Linked DNA regions of Mus musculus: region 1 is linked to region 2. A link is a contact called in public promoter capture Hi-C data. All regions are on one chromosome and are shown on one strand. Each heading gives the region's core, a stretch centred on a gene start, on an enhancer-like site or on the middle of the called end of the contact. The rest is flanking DNA. Distances are from core to core; before and after follow the strand shown. Region 1 overlaps Crppa (CDP-L-ribitol pyrophosphorylase A). Region 2 holds the start of Agr2 (anterior gradient 2).

Evidence for each region. Promoter capture Hi-C pulls out the DNA fragments that hold promoters and counts their contacts.
Region 1: a promoter capture Hi-C map of the HPC-7 cell line shows a contact between it and region 2, with 5 times the contacts expected there. The contact joins the enhancer-like site here to the promoter of Agr2 in region 2. A contact is called at or near these places in 7 of 39 promoter capture datasets (3T3-L1-derived adipocytes, the C10 cell line, the HPC-7 cell line and 4 more), 2 of 484 Hi-C or Micro-C datasets (cerebellum and ventral hippocampal neurons) and 1 of 9 other capture datasets (liver).

What each region holds. Positions count from the first base shown.
Region 1 is chr12:36,665,680-36,668,682 of GRCm38.p6, forward strand. All of the region lies in intron 9 of Crppa (CDP-L-ribitol pyrophosphorylase A), which reads left to right. Among named protein-coding and RNA genes, the nearest start is that of Mir5099, 150 kb to the right of the region's middle. Within about 2 kb of position 1,307, at least 8 of the 459 cell types and tissues checked have an H3K27ac peak or open chromatin away from gene starts, as enhancers often do.
Region 2 is chr12:35,991,362-35,994,290 of GRCm38.p6, forward strand. Agr2 (anterior gradient 2) reads left to right here and starts at 1,564. Exons shown (of 8, transcript NM_011783.2): 1 at 1,564-1,608.

The DNA of each region.
Region 1 (3,003 bases), core at 57-2,556, 670 kb after region 2:
TGGGAGGAAAGACTGTAAGAGATGGTAATGGGAGGAAAGACTGTAAGAGATGGTAATGGGAGGAAAGACTGTAAGAGATGGTAATGGGAGGAAAGACTGTAAGAGATGGTAATGGGAGGAAAGACTGTAAGAGATGGTAATGGGAGGAAAGACTGTAAGAGATGGTAATGGGAGGAAAGACTGTAAGAGATGGTAATGGGAGGAAAGACTGTAAGAGATGGTAATGGGAGGAAAGACTGTAAGAGATGGTAATGGGAGGAAAGACTGTAAGAGATGGTAATGGGAGGAAAGACTGTAAGAGATGGTAATGGTATGGGAGGAAAGATAGTAATGGGGGTGACCGTGATCAGAGGACAGCAGGTGAAGCCGTGAATAGTTCACAATGAAACTAGTTATTTTTATTTTGTGTGATTAACATACACTAACTTTAAATAAATGAGGCAAACTACAGATCTCGTACTTGCTCTGAATAGTCTGTTTCTTACCTGTGATATTTTTTTACTCACTGACTATCCAAACGATACCAACCTGAACAGGGCACATCCTGGTGCAAACTGTCTTTGCATTGTTTTAAGTCCTGGAAATAAACTGTTCATCTTGTTACAAGAATATACTTCTACAAGACTGTTGTGGGTAATTATAGAAATTATGCCTCTGACCTTGGAATGGCAGCTGTTTTCCTTATATCCCTATAATGATTACTATCTGTTTTTGCTTTCATAGCTGACTGTTCAGTATGTGGTAGTCTCTCCCATTCTTTTCACCGGAAATGTGTATAATCAAGATGGACACTTTCTTTCTTGTAATTATTATTGCTCTGCTAGATTTTAATTATTTATAGCTGCCAGGCATTTATTGTTTTTTTTAAAGGCCTTCCAATCCCAATCAAAATGAATAAACAATTAAAAGGAAGAAAGATTTTGCAGCCTGTCTTTTCCTTTTGATTGTGTGTGTTCTATATAACACTTAAATTATTCTTTATGAAATTAGTATATCCAGGAAACTGGAGAATTATGCTTTCGGCTGAGAGAATGGAAAACATGTTAACATTTCCTTTGTTGGGTTTCCAGGATGCCACAAGAGAATCCTAATGTGCTGCTCTCTGTGTTCTGCCCAGATCTTTTTCAGCTTATTCTAATGCCGGAGCAACAATTAAATGTTGCTTAGTCTTTCCTGTGTCCTACACCTCACTGCAAACATGTCGGCAGAGAAAGCAGACGTTTGTTATTTCTCAATATAAAACAGACCCTGCCAGGGAGCCTGCCAAACCCCATCAACCGTGACAGTCAAATCAATGCGTGTTTGGTTTAAATTTTTATTTTTGCCTTTGCTCTGCTTGCTGGGCTCTGGTATCTGTTGTCCCGTATGGCTTATCACCTTGTGCCTGACAGTTTCTGACATTGACAAGGCTTCCTGCCTACCTTTGTAATGTATATGCATGCCCATATGACTATAACAGAAAATGACATTTTGACTCAGTAAATATTTGCTTTCAGTCCACTACATCTGTTTTACAGGCTCCTTTTTCCTTTTATTCCCTTATCATTTGGGAAACCATATGTACTTCTAGCTTTTGTCTAGAAGTTACAAATCCTTGACTTGTGAGTGTTTCACCTCTCCTCTTAGGGATTTATTATGGACCCTGGGGATTTAGTTCTCTCATTAGTTTGTATCAATGCCATAACACAGAACTGAGCTTGGTCAATTGTGGAGAATGGTTATGGAGCTGTGAATATGTGTTATACCACATAGGAAATTTTCTGGTGCTGATTCTTAAAATGAACAGTTATATTTGATATTATTTTAAAGACTCTGTCCTGCAGGTGTGCACATCCATGCACGTGCGCGCACACGCGTGTGCACACACACACACACACACACACACACACATTATGGACCTACCCAGGTTCACACCTATAAACCTAGGACACAGCAGGAAGTTTGGCTTCAAGTACGACATGGGTAAGAGCAATACTTATTGGGGAAGGGCAGGGAAGTCATCTAGAAGCATGCTTTCAGTGCTAGGACTGACTCTCGCACTGCTATTGAATACTGATGTTCTGTAGTTTTGGCTTCTTGGTTGGAATCTCTAATTTTCAGTGATTAATAATAAAGCTTTAGAAAAGCTATTTTCCTTTCCTTGGAATAAGTGTCTGAATACTGGAATTTTCCTCATGCGGTTTGTTATACTCTGATACCCTCTTCCCAGGGTTTTGAGTTATATAATCATGTTTAACTGTTAGTATTTCATCTTTTATAGACACATTTGATTTTATATTAATTTAAAACTAGTAATGATCTAAAATAGATCACCTTGTGTGTGAAAACTGACTCAGTATAACTTTAAATTTCCTTCTCAGCATACCAAGGGTTTAATGTACATTGAAAAGCCCTATCTTTGTAGAGGTATTATTTGCATTGCTTTGCTTTCTATCCCTTTAAACGGTCCACCTTTATCTCTATAAATAGAGTTGCTTCTCTTTAATGCTAAAGAAAATGATGCCCACTGAAGAAGTTAAGGAAACTTTATCCCATGAACCACTGCAGGAGTAGGCCTCCACCGCCTGAGCCTAACATGCCCCAGCAGTGGGCGCGCTGGGAAAGCAGGGAAGGGGAAGTGGGAAGTGGGAAGGATGGGAATACAGACGAGGAGACAGTGATGTCATAGTTTTTTTTTTTTTCTTTTTGTCTTCTGAGACTGTGCTCTACAAAGTGAATGGAAGCTTGATTCTAGCTGTCTGCAGTTTCTCTCCATTTGTAAAATTCAAACGCTGCTATCTGTCATATGTACTGATGGGATTTGGGTAACATTAACTTGAAGCTGGGCTTGTGGCTGTAACCCTAGCACTCAAGAGGCTGAGGCAGGCGGGTTATGAGGAGATTGAGGCTACCCTAGGCTACAAAATGGGTTTAAGGCCAGGCCAGGCCAGGCTACAGGATAGGTCTATGCTCAACAGCAATGACAAAACCAAAACTGAAACAGAAAACAACAACAAAATTATT
Region 2 (2,929 bases), core at 314-2,813:
TGATGATATCAGAGGTGACACTGAACACCCTGAAACTTTAGTTTCCACGCCTGTAACAGAGTTCCATGCAACAGTTCAGAGCGACATAGTCGTGAACATAGAGTGAACTGAGGAAGAGGAAGAGGCTTGGGATGAACGTAGGGTCCCTGCTTCCACAGGAACAGGACAGCCTGGGAGGCTGAAGCATCGGCGATTCACCTTCGCTCAATCCTGGAGGCTCCACACAGACCATTGATGTGTCAGCAGCGTTAGGTTCTTCTCTTCTTGGCCTGTAGATGAAGTCATTATGTGCCTGTGTCTCTGACCTAAGTTTCTTTCCTATGAGAATAACAGTCATATTAGATTAGAACCCAGTCTAATGACCTATTTCACTTACTTTAAATTTCTTATTCATTTATTTCAATTACTTTCATTTTATTTACTTACTGTGGTACTTAGAATCAAATTCAGAGCCTTGCACATACTTAACAAATGCTTAATCTCTCTTTAAGACCCTCTCTCTGTGTATGATCATCTGATGAGGTCCTGGGAATTACAGCACATGGATTCCTTTAAAACACATCTCAACCATACCTCTTGGTAATTAAAAACATCTCTAATTTGCTGTAATTCACTATAATGATATAACAGCTATCCTGGAGTATTCCTGTGTCTAATTTCATGCTGGTAAAGCTCTGGTTATGGTACAACAAAGATGAGGTAATTATTACAACATCCTGCACATACTGGGGTATCTGTGGCATCCTTGGTACATCAGTCCTGAAACGAAGCCAATATCTACAGTAGCTTTGAGATGCGTAGGCGAGGGTAATTCTTTTATGCTACTGAGGTGGTACTGTGTGGTCATTCTTTGTGATCTCCTGATGTTGCGATGCACACCCACAAACACACATTTGTACACATATATTAATCATCAGGGCCATTATTAGCTCACAACATTATCCTATCCTTCCTTTCTTCAATAACCTCTCCGAGTTTGAAGAGTCCATGGCGATGATTTGCGGGGTTTATACCTGTGATTAAAGCGCACACAAAAAATGATATTGTGGAAAATAACATGTCTTGTGATCGAGCATGGCCAGCTGTATAACTGTAAGAAGGATTAGAACTGTGAATCATCCTTAAGAAAAAAAAAAAAAAAAAAAAAGCTAAATAAATGCAATCTGCCCAAGAGGGAGGAAATGAATACCTATAAACCACAACTTCTATCCAATCACATACAGACAAATCAGCCTTCAGACCAATCAAACGTCTTCATTTAAAGCTTACCTGGACTTGGCATACTGCCCAGCTTTTCCAAAACTACTCACAATAATACCTTCAACAACAGTTAAAAAACGCTGGTACTCAAACAAAATCAACAGCCTTTTCAACGACTGCTTTAAAAAAGACCAAACAAACAAACAAGGAACGTCTTAACCCAGAGAAGACAATTGCTTGGGAGAGGAAAAGTTTGCTTCTGAGTTAGCAGCCTGTGGAAACAGGATTAGTGGGTGGGATTGGGGTGTGCTCTGCCCATAAATACAGGCTCAGCGCTGCGCTGGCACACTGAGAAACTTGGACGGCAACCCTTGCGGCTCACACAAAGCAGGAGGGTGGGAAGCCCAGGTAAGGCAATTGACAAGCATTGCACTTGCTAGAGTAAGCTTTGGTTGCTGTGCACACAGTTGCAGGTATTCAACCGACAGGATGAAGCCAAGGTTCCCGGGGCAGAAAGCAGGCTCTGGAAAGAGTATCGCCCAATCTCATGGCAGCTTGCAGGGGCCTTTCTTTAGCAAAGAGCAGTGGAGGATCGCATGCATGCCTAGGTTCAGTGTGACACTTGACCCCTCAGGGAACTGGAGGTTTGTGAGTGGGAGGGTGAAATCAAGAGTTTTCAAACCTGTGTTAGGGTTCAGAGAATTCTGGGTGAATCGCTGCTCCTCTCCCACTAGGTAACGCAAGGGTAACGCAAAGGCCCCTGGGTTCCTCCACTGTAGAAACTCAGCTCAGACGAACCCCTGGGATTATTGCAAATCAGGAAACAGTGTACTTAAGTCGTCTTCAGTTTTTAAGACTGTCAGAAGGGAGAGCTGGGCACTTCCTGAAGCAACAGCAACAGAGTTATAGGCAGTGCCAACGTGGACATTAATTGTTCAAGACAAGATGGGGGCAGAGCAACAGTAAAATGCACCAGTTTGGGGGAGGGGGTGATCAATGGCACGGGGGAGGGGAGGGTCTGCAAATTATCAATGCCCCCCCATGATGTCTTCAGACACTGGGGCTTTGTGCTTCAAGGGGTTTACAGAGGATGTTTGTAGAGTAGACTGTGTGCAGAATAGAATGTTTTCATTATGAAAATGCAGTAGAGTGAATTTCAGAAAGCCATAATCTCAGAGCGGGATGTTTGTACAGCAGTGTTATCTTAACCTTCCTTGACGTATCCTGTCATAAAATGCATAGGACATATCAATAGTTCCAGCCTGTAATCTGTAGAGCCATTACAAGGAGTCCTAAGAGCCATTTATACAGCAAACAATTGGACTAAATACACCGCTTTGCCACCAATTTACTTTTACATTTTCAACATATGTAAGTGCTGCTATAAACAACATGTAATCAAATATTTGTTAATAAAACCAAGGAAGGTAATCTGTACTTCTGAACCAGCTTGTATTCCAGAAATAGTATAAGTCTCACATGAAGTACTTCAGCTTTAAATATTAAACAGAACTCATAATTCTAAGAAGGCTGCTAGGTATTGCTAGATTATAATATACTTGAGTTGTTATTATAAAATTTTAGATGATAAGAATCATTGTTAGCATAGCATTCCTGCATCCTTATATATGTAGAAAAATATGACATATCACTGCTCTGCCTTATAGCTTTTCTGAGCCACTGTGTGTCTCTATTCTAAGACTTGGATAACAGCTGGCCAGTTTAATTG